Linked DNA regions of Mus musculus: regions 1 and 2 are each linked to region 3. Evidence: chromatin contacts called from public Hi-C data. All regions are on one chromosome and are shown on one strand. The core of a region is the stretch at or near the end of the contact, and the rest is flanking DNA. Distances in the headings are between cores, read along the strand shown.

Region 1 (4,795 bases), core at 2,278-4,777, 570 kb before region 3:
GCCCTTGGGAGGAGGGGTGGGGAGATCAAGTTGAGAGATTGTCACAGACACATTGTGACTCTGATGTCAACCTGGGCTATATGAGAAAGCTCTGTGTCTAAGTTACTGTTCTAATGCTATGAAGAGGCACCAAGGCAACTCTTATTTAAAAAAAAAAAAAAAGCATTTAATTAGAGGCTTGTTTCCAGCTTTAGAGGGTTAATCTAAAACAGACAGTCCAGACAGTCATGGCAGCAGGGCAGTAGCTGAGAGACTTTACATTCATACCTGCAGGCCGAGAGAGGCACGGAGCCAGGGATGGGCTTTTGAAACCTCAAAGCCCACCTCCAGCAACACACCTCCTCTGACAAGGTCATACCTCCTAATCCTTCTCAAACAGTTCCAGGAACTGGGAACCAGGCATGAGCCTACGGGGGCCATTCTCATTCAAACCACCACACAATGTTTCAAAAGAAGGAAGAAAAGGGAGGAAAGCAAGAGCAGGAGGAAGAGGAGGAGGAAAAAAAGTTCAAAGGAATCAAATCAGGCCCCTTTCTTCTAGAATCTGAGATATGAAGAAAATAAAAATAAATGAGTGAATAGATAAATAAAGGAAGGAAGGAAGGAAGGAAGGAAGGAAGGAAGGAAGGAAGGAAGGAAGGAAGGAAGGAAGTTAGCTCAGTAGCTTCAAAGCTCTGGCTAGATCCAGCAAGCAAATGTGACCACAAGCTAAGAGGTAAGCACAGGACTTAACAACAGTGAAGGAATGTTCTCTGCTGGAAGGTGCTAATCCTTACCACTGGCACTACCCATACATGCGGCAGGTTAAGTCATTGTCACAAAAGGCTGCCCCGTGCCTGTTGATCCTCCTAGTAGCTGCTGGTAACTTCTCTACCCAAGGCTATAAGGGTCAAAAACTGCCACATAGAGCCCTGTGTTCTAGAATAAGAAGCTGGAGAGTTTGTGCATCAGAGGAGGAAAAACCGTAGCAGCACACTGGATATATAATTCATATGGCCAAACTCCAACAAGAGTCATAGCTCTCTACTGCTATGCCCAGGAGACAAGTGTAGGCATAAAAAACAAACATTGCTTCCCACTGGGGCTCCCTTCATACTACTTCTGCAGAAAGACGTGTTATCACTTTCCACAGCACCTTGTCTACCTTCCAAACCGACCTCAGAAAGCTAATCTGCATGAAACTTACAAGTATCACCAAAGGGCTATCAAGGATTTCAAATTATTTAAGATGAAATGGGGTTTCACTGGTAAGGAAGCCATCTCTTAGCTTTGATAACAAGATGACACTCATCCTTCGTGGGCCCAGGTCCTTCTAGAGCCCTGTACTTGATCTTTACTTAAGATGTGCCCCTATCCTGCCCTGCTCCGCAGGTCTCTCTGCTTTTCAGGAAAAGCGCTGCCACGAAACTTCAAAAATTTCTTAGGAGCTAAGGATGACTGTCTGCTTCTAAATCTCCCAGTCCTACCTGCTAGACCAGAATTTCTAAGGATATATCCTGGATGTATCTTACAAAGGCCATAAAATTACACATCACCAACCCCACTATTAATGTCCCCACCTAGGACTCAACTCTTGTCCCTTTGCTGGCTTCAAAGCTTAATTATTGGCAGGTTGGTTTCCCAGTGACACCACCTGAAAAGCTGTCGTTTTCAATTCTGTAAGCTTCCTTCCTCCCAAGTGTGAAGCAGTTGCCAAATTATGTTCCCCGAGCCTTTAAAAGTTCACTCGAATGCATCTTTCCTTCTCTGACAGCAGGGGTTCAGCGCTTCCTCAGACCTGGCCTAGGTTCTCTGATTGTCCTCACTGTCAGTCTCTGACCACAGCAGTCCGCCTCGCATGCATCCTGCCACCTTTCAAAGTCCCAGATCCAGCCTCCTCTTTCCTCAGTGGACAGATGCAGTGGTCTGAATCACCGAGACTGATCTCCGACGGAAGGTGCTCAGGATCCTGGGGGAAGCACTCAGGGCAACATCTCTGCCATACAGACGCTTTATACAACTGGAAAACTCATCTTGGCCTCTGCACTAAACATCAGCACCCTGTCATGTGGTTCCGGAGATGAGCATGTTTGGAGATTCCCCCTTACATCAGAAATAGAGGTGACACTGTTGGCTTTCCTGCCTCTGCCATGGATGAAGTGACACATTCTGCCTATGTCTTTCCCAAGCTGTGCTGTCATCATTCTAGGACATACAACGGACACTCTGTGCCACAGACATTATCAATGACAGGCAGTCCGGAAAGCCAACTGAATGAACAAATCAGGACCTATTCAACAAAAATGGAGTTGTCTATCCAAGAACCTCCAATTCAAGAGGAAAAAAGACTAACTGCTCAAGACACATAGTGATAAAATGACCTCAGTAGGTATTCCATTGCAAGCAAAGACCATAGTAGGTATTCAATTGAACGGAGATGAAGGGGCACCGTTCTCAGACACACTGTCAGTGCTGTAGAAAGCCAAGGTTGCCCTGAGCAACAGCAGAGGTGCTCTGTGGGTATTTTCTATTTTCCTAGTTAGAACTCAGTCTTTAGGATCCAGAAGCAGCTTCATATGGCACAGCCAACCCTTCTCCTCACACAGCAGAAACCCAGCACATGAAGACCAGACTGTCTGAAATGGCAAAGGGAAAAATAGATACCAAAGGTTGTAGAAGGCCCATGACGGCCACACCAAAAAAGAGGTGGTGTGTTTGTGGTGGGAACATATCTGTGAAGAGGATATTGTTTCCTTTGCTGACTGCATAGTCTCAATAGGAGAGTTGGCAGTAGGGATCCTACAAACAGGCAACAAAACAAAACAAAAATTAAAACAAAAAATAAACAAAACAACAAAAACAGCTCCTTTAATCCTGATGATGAGAAAATTGAGAGCTCATTTTTTAACAACTCCTAAAAACTGGAGACATTAAAATTCCATGCTTGAAATTGAAGCTATACCCGTGAAGATGGTTTTGGCTGGTTCTTCTATGTAAGCTACATCACTAAAATCAGGGCCTGCTCCCACCCCAGCACGTGAGGGCAGGTCCTGACGTGGAACCTAGGCTTGACCAGCCTTGACTCCTCGGAATCGTCTTCCCTTAGGTAGTGCCATCGGATGCAGCACACAGGTCATAAGCATTAACCTTACGCCATCCAGGGAGGGAGCTGAGGTCCCCCTGCCAGGGGCAGCAGAGCTGGAACTCAAGTCCGGGTGTTCCTTACACACACACACACACACACACACACACACACACACACACACACACACACACAAAGTGCCTGCTTGCTACCTGACCATGGTGCACAGGAAGCCCTGGAAAACCTACATTAGGGAACTTGACCAAAACTACACCTGATACTTGGCCATCTAAAAACTATAAGAATTTTATTTTATGTTACTCTATGTATTTATTTAAGCCTGGGCTGGGCTCAAACTCTCTGCATAGCCAAGAATGACCTTAACCTTCCTTTCCAGTTCCTCCTCCTGCTGAGTACTGAGATTATGAGCATGTGTCATCAGACCCAGTTTATGACCATGCTGACTGGGCGAGGGCCTCGTGCCTGTTAGCTAAGCCTCTACCAAGTGAGCTGCATCCCCGGGCAGGCTTCTGTATTACTCTGCATGCTCTAGATTTTGTCTGTGCCTGGTTTTGTGAGAGAATATGATAACATTCCTGAGTTTCCTTTGAGGCAAAAACCGATGTGTCCAGAACTCTTGGATCTCCTCACTGATCATCACAGGGCGTGCAGTCAACACAAGGTGATTCTTCCCTCAGGTTCTCCTTTCAGCCCTAAGAGCCCTGAACGGGGTAGGAGGTGGGAGTCAGGGATGGCGGTGTGGAGGTGGGCGAGGGTGGGGAAGCCGTAGAGCGAAATGTACAGAGAACTCTGCAAATGTTAAAATCAATGGTGTGCTAGCTTCGAAATGAAGACTGGGCTTAGTGCCCACGATACAGCGGCTTAAATCCCTCGACACTATCTCTATAGCTACTAAAGAGTATCGAACACAGCTATCTGTAAGGGCCACCAAGAGGTTGGTGCTTCCTATGTGTGTGGCACAAGGGACAAAAGTGCGAAGGAGAACACAGGTGATAACACTCATTTCCTAAGGGAAGGGAACAATGGGAGAACTGTCATTATAATAAAGTATTTACAGCTTAACAGACTGGCAGGTTAAAGAGCCAGGGAAGGAGCTAAGTCACCTTTCTGTATTTCTTTTAAAAAGAGAATCAATGGGAAGAAGATACTGGGGTAGGCTGCAGCATAATACACTGCTCTCTCACTTATAAAACTATTGAGTGATGAAACATCTCCCACAAGCAAGTGTCACTGGTAACACTTTAACTCTGGGCAAAGGGACACCTGTCACACATTTCACTTTCCGTTGATGGAGGGGAGTGGCAGCCCCAATGACAGAAGACTGTAATGCACCATGACACTATGTGGCGGAGCTCAGCTGAGCTAGCTGGCGTCTTAGGCCCCAAGGCTTTTTCAGACACTTGGTAAGTGGTAGCTCTGATTTCTGTCAGGTGAAGGGCTAAAACACCTGTAAAGTCCTTTCTAATCCAGAACTGCTGAGTCATGAGAACCAGTCATAGGCACAGGATGATGGACACACGGACATAGAGACACATGGACAGGGCAGAGAATCACAGTAGCAGCTCAACCCTAACCATTTACTGCTGGACTAAGGTTGAGGTAGGGTTTGATTGAAGCCTGTAATAACTCGTCTTCATTTTACAGAAAGACACATGAAGCGGAGCACAGGGGTGGGAGGGCAGTTGACTCAAAGTCACACAGCAGCTGAGCTGA
Region 2 (4,315 bases), core at 588-3,087, 690 kb before region 3:
TTTTAAAGGGATTAGTATGTCTTGTGTTGACAGCTCCTTGGAGAAGGGTTGTTTGAAGCTGGATGGGGTTTTAATTGATCAAAACAATAATGGCATGTGTGTTGTGTGTTTGTTGTATGATTGCATGTGTGCCCATATCCTCAGCTCTGTGCGCTTAGATGAACTATTGACTGAGTGAGAAAGAATACAAAGAATCACCTCTTTAAATCACACGTCTTTAGCTGTTAATGACTAAAAGAAATATGTTGCATTCTCTATTAGTGGCCAGTTAGGTATAAAATCAAGAGTCTGTGGTGACATTCTTTTTTAAACAAAGAGTCAGATTGTAATATACACGATGGTCAGTGAGAAACACCAGCTATTTCGTACTTTCTTTTGGATAAATAAGGCAAAATGATACAATCATGCTATCAGGTAATAATTTGATACTTGGATTGTCTAAAAAAGTATGAATTATCTAATATAAACAATGAGAAGAAGGCATAAGCAGTAGCTGATAAACAAATAATTTTGGTTTCTAGTCATATGACAGAAATGAGATTTAAAACATGTTTATCTAGAAATTACAGAATAATAATATTACATCACTATAAAACAAATGTTTAGTTTGTTCCTTCTTGGTGTTTCAATGGTGGGTATTTTTTTCAAATTATATTTCCTCAGAAATACTTTTGAAGTTAAAAATATGACGCATCTATCTCTTTAAAAAACATCACACACAAACTCACACACACTCAAACACAAATACACACACACACACACACACTAGTTTATCTACAATCTGTGCTGCCCTAATCTATCTAAACTTTGTTTGCATCAAACCAGTTACTTTTACGCGTCAAGGAAATGCAAATAATGGAAGTTACAGTCACTCCCCTAACACGTCGGTGCATTCGGTTTCAGTTTAAGAACTGTGGGTTTGCACTGATTCTCGCCGCTCTAATCTCAGCCCATGTACTGTGGGCATCTCGCATTCACAAGCAGCACACATTGGCAGTTCTCGCTGATAACTTGGAGCGGATTCCCTACAGATGAGTTCTTTGAATATCCAAGGCAGAAAGGATTTGATTGTTACATTGTATGTTATCTTTTCTTGATCTTAAGGCCCTGGCCTGTGTAGACATTCCACAGAGCCTGAGAAGAGAGTGCAGACAGCTGACTGGAGGAAGAAGACAAAAATTCCCATTGTTTAGATTTCTGTCAGAGGATATAAGAATAGTTAATTTCTTTTATCTCTAGGGCTTTCATTATCATTTAAATTTCATTTTACATTAATTGATCAGGGATTAGTAAAGCCATTATGCAGAAATTAGAATAAGACAAGCCAGATGGAATGAATAATTCATAAAGTCCAATTACGTTTTATTTCTGGTGTACTTTCAAACTTGCCTCTGACTTCTGTGCTATTTTGATGTGACAATATTCGCTGGAAATCAAGTGTGCCATTTTAATTTATTATATCCCTCTGGAGTGGAGGCATTTGTATGCAGTGGAAAAATGCTCTGTGTTTCCCCTCAGAACATCAACTGTAGGGGTCTTGGAAATCCTTGGTGATTTAGAAAGGAAGTCATATTTTCTGTGTAAGTTCAGAGGTTCTAGAATGAGCCACATTGCTCCACTTGGTTCTGGCGAACTAACCCCATACAGGGAGGCTAAGGTCTTGAGTGGAGAGATTTCCACTTTTCTGTAAGAGCGCAAACCCGCATTTAAAGGTATTTGTCTCCTTCCCTCGCCGCACAAAAAGAGTTAAAATATGAATTTGGCCTGCAGTTGGACTGGAAGAAGCCATCGTTGCTGCAGCGACAAGGGAGGTCCACGAGGTGGCAGACGTTGCCTTCGGTGCAGAGCCAGGGTCGCCAGGGACCGCCCGGGCTTCGGAGCATGCCAGCAGGTCCAAGCCCCTCAGCCCACTGCTGGGTTCAGGCTCCCGCGACCTGCATGCACAGCTTGGCCTGGCAAGAATTCCGAGCTAATGGCAGTCGCGTCCACCTGTCTGGAATGTCGCTTACAACTGTGTCTGAAACCGCCTCGCTCCGCGGGTCCCGGCCCCGGCCCATTCAAAGTACACCCCACCCCCGGGGATTTATTTATGCCACTGGACAGTTGTAGTCACATTAAAGCTCCGGTTCACCTTCTCGAGGACTTTCATCTCGGGAAGTTTTATGACACTTGGTGAATGTGCAAAGTTTTTAATTAGGCTCTCTAGACAGCCCGAGGCGGCGGCAGCGCCACTAAGTCTTCACGGTCTCTCTGCTTTACAGCACAACAAGCCGCTCTACTCCTTTGAAGACAATGCAGACTATGTGTACGATGTCATGTGGTCCCCCGTGCATCCCGCGCTCTTTGCCTGCGTGGACGGGATGGGGCGCTTGGACCTCTGGAACCTCAACAGTGACACCGAGGTGAGCGACAGGCGCCCGGGCCCAGGGATGGGAAAGGGGGACCCGGGTCACTCTGCAGTCTGGTCCTTCGTGGGGGGGGGGGGAGCCTTTTGTGGACAGACCCTACAATTGCCTCTGGGTACAGTCCATTGCCCCCACTCTCAACCCCCAATTCTTGACTTCCCAGAAGGGAACCAACAGATGCATTGGCCAAAACTCCATGTCACTTCATCCCTAAACTGTACCAGATCTTAGACAGTTAACGACTCTGCCCCACACACATCTTTTCCCCCAACAGCACAAAGTGTGTTCACACTTTTCCCTAAGGGGAAGGACACATCGTGTTGAAATAACTTTATTGGCAGAGACTTGGAAAAGTAAGCTTTTGTGGGTGCTGTTTTTAGACTGGATTATTGAAATGAGGTTACTCTGTCAACGCTGGCTATTTGTACAATTTCTGTTTCGACTCCATTGAAGATGGTTCTCTACACTGCTTTCTGTTTAGTTCTACCATCCATTTGATTTATTGCTATGGAAATATTCCTTGTCTACAATATTGAACTCAAAGGCCATAGTGTCTAAGTTTATACATGTATGCAAAACTCAATTCGTCTTTAAAATGGGATTTTAACGTGTCACATTTAAAGTCATTCACAAGATAAAATAGGCATCTATTTAAAAAAAAAACAGTTGATAACAAAATGAATATTTTTGAGGATGTCATCTGCTTTGTTCCTCTTCTTTCAATCCCTCAAAAGTATCGAGGGCCTAACTCAGGGCCTTGGGAATGATGTTGTTGCCAGGGACCGTGTTACATGACTATTTTATGTCCTAAAATGGCCTCTGCATCATTTCTTGGTTTTTGGTTCCGGTACAAATACCCAGGTAAAGATTCCATGGGACAAGGTATATATATATGTCAAGTAAAGCAGGCCTTTTGAAGTTCTTGGCGCAGGAAGCCATTCAGCCTTTGTAATTAAGGATCCTAAGGCTGGAGGACATGAAGGAGAAGCACAGAAGGCTAGGACTTTTTGTGGGAGGGGACAGGGGAATTTCCTTTGGGTGGTGTTGTGTCTGGGTACCTATAAGTGCACAGTTACCTGTGACTATCACCAGACAAATGTGTTTCTATCGCGGCCATTTTTCCTTTTACCTCCAAGAACTATGGGAAAAGAAAGTTACGTAATGAACTATGTTTGAAAATGATCAGAAGGCACGAGTGAGATGCCCATCACTGAGATGTTTATAGCATCACTGCATTTAAGAGTAAGATGCTATTACCTTACCTTGTAATGCTTTCCCAAAGTCTTTCATCACTGTTGATTAAAATCATATTGCTTCTATTTGCTAGAAGAAACTCACTCAAAGCAAATTAAAAAAAAAAAAAACAAAAACAAAAACCTCTTTCCAGATTGACTCGGGAGTGTGCTATATCAGAAAGCAGGCCTGGCTGGGATGCTTCCATGACACCCGGCTCCAAAGTGTACAAAGGGATGTAGTGGCCCACAACCTACTTAATAACTTCCACCTCTCGATCTCTCTCCTCTCTCCATAAAAGGAAAGCTATATCTTGACACTGGCTTTTCTTTCTATAGGTATCAAAGAGAGAAACTCAGGGAAGTTTTGTGCTTAACATTTAAAAACTCATGGTTGGTCATACATACAGTTGAGTCCAGGACCTCACAGTTACAAACTTTTTTTTTTTTAGATTTAAGTGAGATTAGGAAATAGATTTTTAAAAGACAGAGAGAGCCTATATTCCCCATCTGCTTTGTTGTTCTTGAAATTATTGTAGTTTTAAACCAAATTGTCACCTCCACCCCCACCCCTCGGCGAAAATGGCTATTTACCCTTGATGCAAGCGACTCTTACTGCTTAGTAATTTATGCTATATACATCTTGTATTTGCAATTAAAATGACTGTGCCATAAAAA
Region 3 (4,716 bases), core at 1,548-4,047:
AATGATTGTGTGTGTGTTTTCTTTCTGAATCTGAGAACCCAGAAGTATAAAGGTTTGTTCTTTGCATATTCATGTTTGCTTAGTGACTCAGACAGGTATGGGAGGGGGGGGTATCATCATGAGGAATAAATTGCAGTATTGTTAGTCTCAACATGCAAAGTTATTCTATGATACCTAATTTCAATCTGTTATGCCTAATTAAAGCAGTGATAAAATGAGAAATAGAGAATCTGAATTTTAAATAAATTTAAAAATATATGAGGATTTTAAAAGAACTTAATGGTGCAAAATTTCCAAGTAAAACAAATCATGATGTTTAAAAGACCACAGGAGGTTTTTTGTGGTTCGAGTGTGACTGACAGCTGACGGTCTCCCAGTCAAGGAGCCTCACGATGGACGGAGGAGGTCCTTCTGTGTTAAATGCAGCAAACAGGGTTGCTCGCTCATGCTGTGTGGGCTCCAGCTGCTACATCTCAGACTTCATCTTTAGGGACCTAGAAAGCCCAGGACCTAGTCAACTCCAAGTTCAAACTTAATATCTAAATACTCAGAAGTTTCTTGGCAGATGCATCTGTTCCTATCACATTCCAATGCAGGAGTGACAAGGCCATCTAAGATCTCACATAACTGCTCCCATAACAAACATAGTGCTTAGAGTTATTCATGGCTAAAATGAGAGATGATTTTACTTGCCAACATTATTTCCATAAGGAAAATATCAAGTACAAAAAATGTTGCTTACCAAAGTGCTGAGAGATCTGATTCACTAGTCATCAAAAATATCTCTGTAAGATAGTGAGTTTTGTTTCTGTGGATAGCCTAGAGAAACACCAAATTATTCTGGGTCACTTACAGGAATCTCCACCTAGTCTTTATAGGTGTGACCTAAACCAGTTCGCAACTGTTACACACTGTCTTTATGGTGTCTTCATTTGATTTATCTGCTAACAAAACAAAACAAACAAACAAAAAACAAAAACAAAACAAACAAACCAAGAAACATGACAAGCAAGGATGTCTAGTAAAAATAGAAGGCACCAAAACCGGCAAGGTGGCTCAGTGGGTGAGGGGCTTGCCCTGCTTAGCCTGAAGGCCTGGGTTCCAACCTTAGCACCCACGTGGTGAAAGGATAGAACCGACTCCTGCAAGTTGTCATCCTCCAACCTCCACATGCACACAAAATAAATAAATACAATTGAAAATTAAAGAAAAGGGGCTCTAGTTCACTATCATCTGATGTCCCTCAGATAGTAGAAATGAGTTAAGCACTTAGTGCTGGTGTTCTCAGCTTAGTATCTAGTCAGCCAATCCCCAGCCTAACCGAGGTCCCTTGTTCAGCTGCATGCTACATAGGAATTTGATTCTCTCAAATGCAGAATAAATGTGGCTCAGAATCAGACATACAAAACTACTGCTCCCACCCCCACGCCACCTCTGTGGAAGTGACAGGACAGAGTGGATGAGAGAATGGATTTCCAGAAAAAGACCTTGCCTCTTGAGAAGGTGCAGCCACTGTTGAGTCCTAAGCAGTGGGAGAACCACAAGCAGAAGAAGATCGAGCTGGAGTAATTAAGTCACACGGCTAATTAGAGGCTCTTGAAGCTGGAGTGAATGAAGGGAAGGAAGAATAAAGGTGAGGCAAGCCAAACCTTCCTGACAAATTGCCCGCCTGAAGCAGAGAGGCGTGAAGCTCTGCCAAAGAGAACCATAACTGGAAGGTTTCAGGCACCCAGAAAGGATAGAGAATTCCTATTGTGTGGAGGTGAGAAGGGAGGCTGGACATGCAAGAGATTTCTCTTTAACTCCTCTCTGGCATTCTTTAAGGAGTTCTCTTTGTTCATTCGGCTACTGGGATAAACCACTTCAGCGACTGGTTTTTGGTTTTGTTTTGTTTTGTTTTTAAGAAAACAAGACAAAGCAAGCAAACAAACAAACACCCAAAATGGCAATAGCCATCAATGGCCCCTGACTTAATTCTGATATTTCAGCTTTACAATACTGAATCACGTTCAATGGAAGGGATGCTTTGAGGCTGGATTTCGTACAGTGTCATAGGCTACTCAGAGGTGGTACAATAGCCTCCTTCATGCTGTGCAGGGGCATCAAGCCACAATTCTCACAGCTCTTAGACAATTCTGAGGGGAAACAGCCAACATTCTGTAGTAGACTGCATTGCTAAGCCAATATATTAGGTAGGATAAGTACGCTAAATGCAATTAATGGTACAACTTATTTATCAGGAGCATAGATATGTAGCTGTGCTGGTCCCATAAGTGAAGTGCCATCATTTGCCTAAAGCTTGATCTGCACATAGAAACAAGAAGGAAATATTTAGCCTTGCTCAGGCTATGACTTCATTTCCTCAGAATAGAAGATGATGCATCACATGTCCCCTTCAGAGATGATTCTCGGTTGTTCCGAGTTCGTACTGTCTCCTGGAATAGAGATGTCTGCTGGTATTGAGTCAGACCCTAGCCCTCAGCTCTTTATCTCTCCTCCTCAAACCACAAAGATGTTACATGCTTAACTCAAGGGATTTTACTTCCACTTATGAAAATAATGCAAACTCTAATAGTGGGCACAACTCGCTACATGGCCTTACTGTGTTCTGCCAAAGCAGGTTGGAAACCCCACCCAGCCCTGTTACATGCATCATAAATAAAAGTCCCCTGAGCCTGTTTTCACGTGCATGATTCAGATTGCAAATGACAATTTTAGCTTGAAATTCCCCTGAAGATATCCAGAAGTAAAACTAAGCCATCGATATGCCTAAGCCATATGGTGATAGAAATCTAAATACTACAGATATGTGTATACAAAAAAATTTTTTTTGGTTAGGGGTGGTGGCTTAAGTACACCACATAGGGTGGTGGAACTAGCTAAGAGCGTAAGGGCAATGTGGTCTACATAGCTAGTTCCAGGTCAGTCAGGGCTACACAGTAAAACCCCTGTCTCAGAAAAATCGTTTGGAATATTTTTATCATTAAAAGTTAGAAAGCCAACTATGATGTCATAGACATGCAACCCCAGTGTTTGGAAGTGAAAGCAGAAGGATCATGAGTTTGGGCCAACCTGGGCTTAAATTAAGAAACATGAACGGGTGTGGCTGGGTATTTCACTCCCAGTGCAATGTTTGTCTGTGTGTTAGACTCCAAGTTCCATCAATAGGACTGGAAAATAACCTAAATGTCAATCAGTAAGGTAATAGTTAACGAAAATAATAAGGAATGTATACTCTGAGTCATACATATTTTATAATAAGTTAAGAGAAGCATGTGTGGCAGATATAGAAAAATCACTAATACATAAATAAAAAACAAATTACAAAACAACACACTCTGCATGTGCACTATTTTTAGATAATTTAAATTGAGGTCATCAAAATTAAGCATTGTAGACAGGAATATGCAATCATAAGTGGATTATAAAAAGTCTGAAAGAATATTTCCTACAGTTGAGGCAAAAATGAGACAGGGATCAGGGCAACAGGCTTATTTTGTTGTTGTTCTTTTGATAACAGGAGCTTTAAAGAACAATGAACATGGGCTGTAGAGACAGCTCAGCTATTAAGTACGCTTGCTACTCTGACAGAGTACCAGGTTCTGTTCCTAACACCCACCTGGTGATTCACAATCATTCATTACTCTAGTTCCAGGGGGCTCCAGCACCCACTTCTCACATCTGTGGTCACCAGACATGCATCTGAGAAAAACACACACACATAAAATAAATAAATCTAGGGAAAAAAAATGAACATTTTATTCTATTACTTGCTTATATAAAAATTAAAGATTATTGGCAGCACTTTAAAAGTTCCTTACCTGTGATATATCTTAATTTCTTTTGTCTTGTCTCATGCCATTTGTTCTCTTCGTTTTCCAAACTTACATGCTTTCTGTCCTATAGGCAAATCAAGTCTCACTCTGGGGCCTTCGAAGTACATTCACCTGGGTGCTGTGGCTCCCGACTCCTCTCCCCATGCAAGCAGGCCAACTGCTTACCCACTAAGCCACTCCCCCCAGCTCTCAACTTTCTGTGAATTACTAAAATAGATGAAAAAAATATCCTATGGCATCAACATCTCCTTAAAACACCTTAGTATTTTATATAAGCTCTATTCATCACCCCCATGTACCTGGGATGGAGTCTCAGGGATTTCTTCCTGGAGTTTACTTCTCAATAAAACATCATAAACTACCAGTGGTGCTGGGTTCCAAGTGTGTGTTTGGACACCAACCACATCAGGAACCTTTTCGGTAGGGTTGTTTATGGAATATTCTGTTTAGACAAGGGCCAGCCATCTGTAAATGTTCTTAAACTAAGTTATCATAGACTACTTTGCTTTGTCATTTCAGTCACCAAGCTTAAAGAAGCAGGGAGTCTCCTAAGCTAAAATAGATAGATAGATAGATAGATAGATAGATAGATAGATAGATAGATAGATAGATAGACGGTTGCTTATACTTTGTAATTCCTTTAGCTTATGATTGTTTGTGCTCCCATAAAGTTTTGGCTTCTCTCTCTCTCTCTCTCTCTCTCTCTCTCTCTCTCTCTCTCTCTCTCTCTCTCTCTCTCTCTTCCCCCCACCCCACCCCGGTCTCCCAAAATCCTCACAAGAAACTAACATCTGGAGTCAATTGACTACATTTCAAGCAGCCTCCATTGCAATATGCAATAACTGTCCACCTCCGTGTGTACTGTGTGACTGATAAGGCG

What was found. Hi-C and Micro-C count contacts between places; a contact is called where the count stands out from the background.
Region 1: a contact with region 3 is called in a Hi-C map of adipose-derived mesenchymal stem cells, with 1.8 times the contacts expected there. The contact joins two enhancer-like sites. A contact is called at or near these places in 1 of 484 Hi-C or Micro-C datasets (adipose-derived mesenchymal stem cells), 1 of 115 datasets of contacts at active chromatin or transcription factors (embryonic basal ganglia) and 1 of 9 other capture datasets (embryonic stem cells).
Region 2: a contact with region 3 is called in a Hi-C map of bone marrow-derived macrophages, with 7 read pairs. The contact joins two enhancer-like sites. A contact is called at or near these places in 4 of 484 Hi-C or Micro-C datasets (the HL-1 cell line, bone marrow-derived macrophages, cardiomyocytes and 1 more), 2 of 115 datasets of contacts at active chromatin or transcription factors (astrocytes and bone marrow-derived macrophages) and 3 of 9 other capture datasets (embryonic stem cells, embryonic tail and embryonic trunk).

What each region holds. Positions count from the first base shown.
Region 1 is chr6:6,117,519-6,122,313 of GRCm38.p6, forward strand. The region is part of intron 5 of Slc25a13 (solute carrier family 25 (mitochondrial carrier, adenine nucleotide translocator), member 13); the gene reads right to left. Among named protein-coding and RNA genes, the nearest start is that of Slc25a13, 97 kb to the right of the region's middle. Within about 2 kb of position 3,528, at least 8 of the 459 cell types and tissues checked have an H3K27ac peak or open chromatin away from gene starts, as enhancers often do. A contact at or near this core is called in adipose-derived mesenchymal stem cells, where this site is marked.
Region 2 is chr6:6,004,009-6,008,323 of GRCm38.p6, forward strand. Dync1i1 (dynein cytoplasmic 1 intermediate chain 1) reads left to right here. Exons shown (of 17, transcript NM_010063.4): 15 at 2,262-2,402. Among named protein-coding and RNA genes, the nearest start is that of 1700019G24Rik, 29 kb to the left of the region's middle. Within about 2 kb of position 1,838, at least 97 of the 459 cell types and tissues checked have an H3K27ac peak or open chromatin away from gene starts, as enhancers often do. A contact at or near this core is called in bone marrow-derived macrophages, where this site is marked.
Region 3 is chr6:6,689,879-6,694,594 of GRCm38.p6, forward strand. No RefSeq gene overlaps it. Among named protein-coding and RNA genes, the nearest start is that of Gm20618, 9.7 kb to the left of the region's middle. Within about 2 kb of position 2,798, at least 17 of the 459 cell types and tissues checked have an H3K27ac peak or open chromatin away from gene starts, as enhancers often do. A contact at or near this core is called in adipose-derived mesenchymal stem cells and bone marrow-derived macrophages, where this site is marked.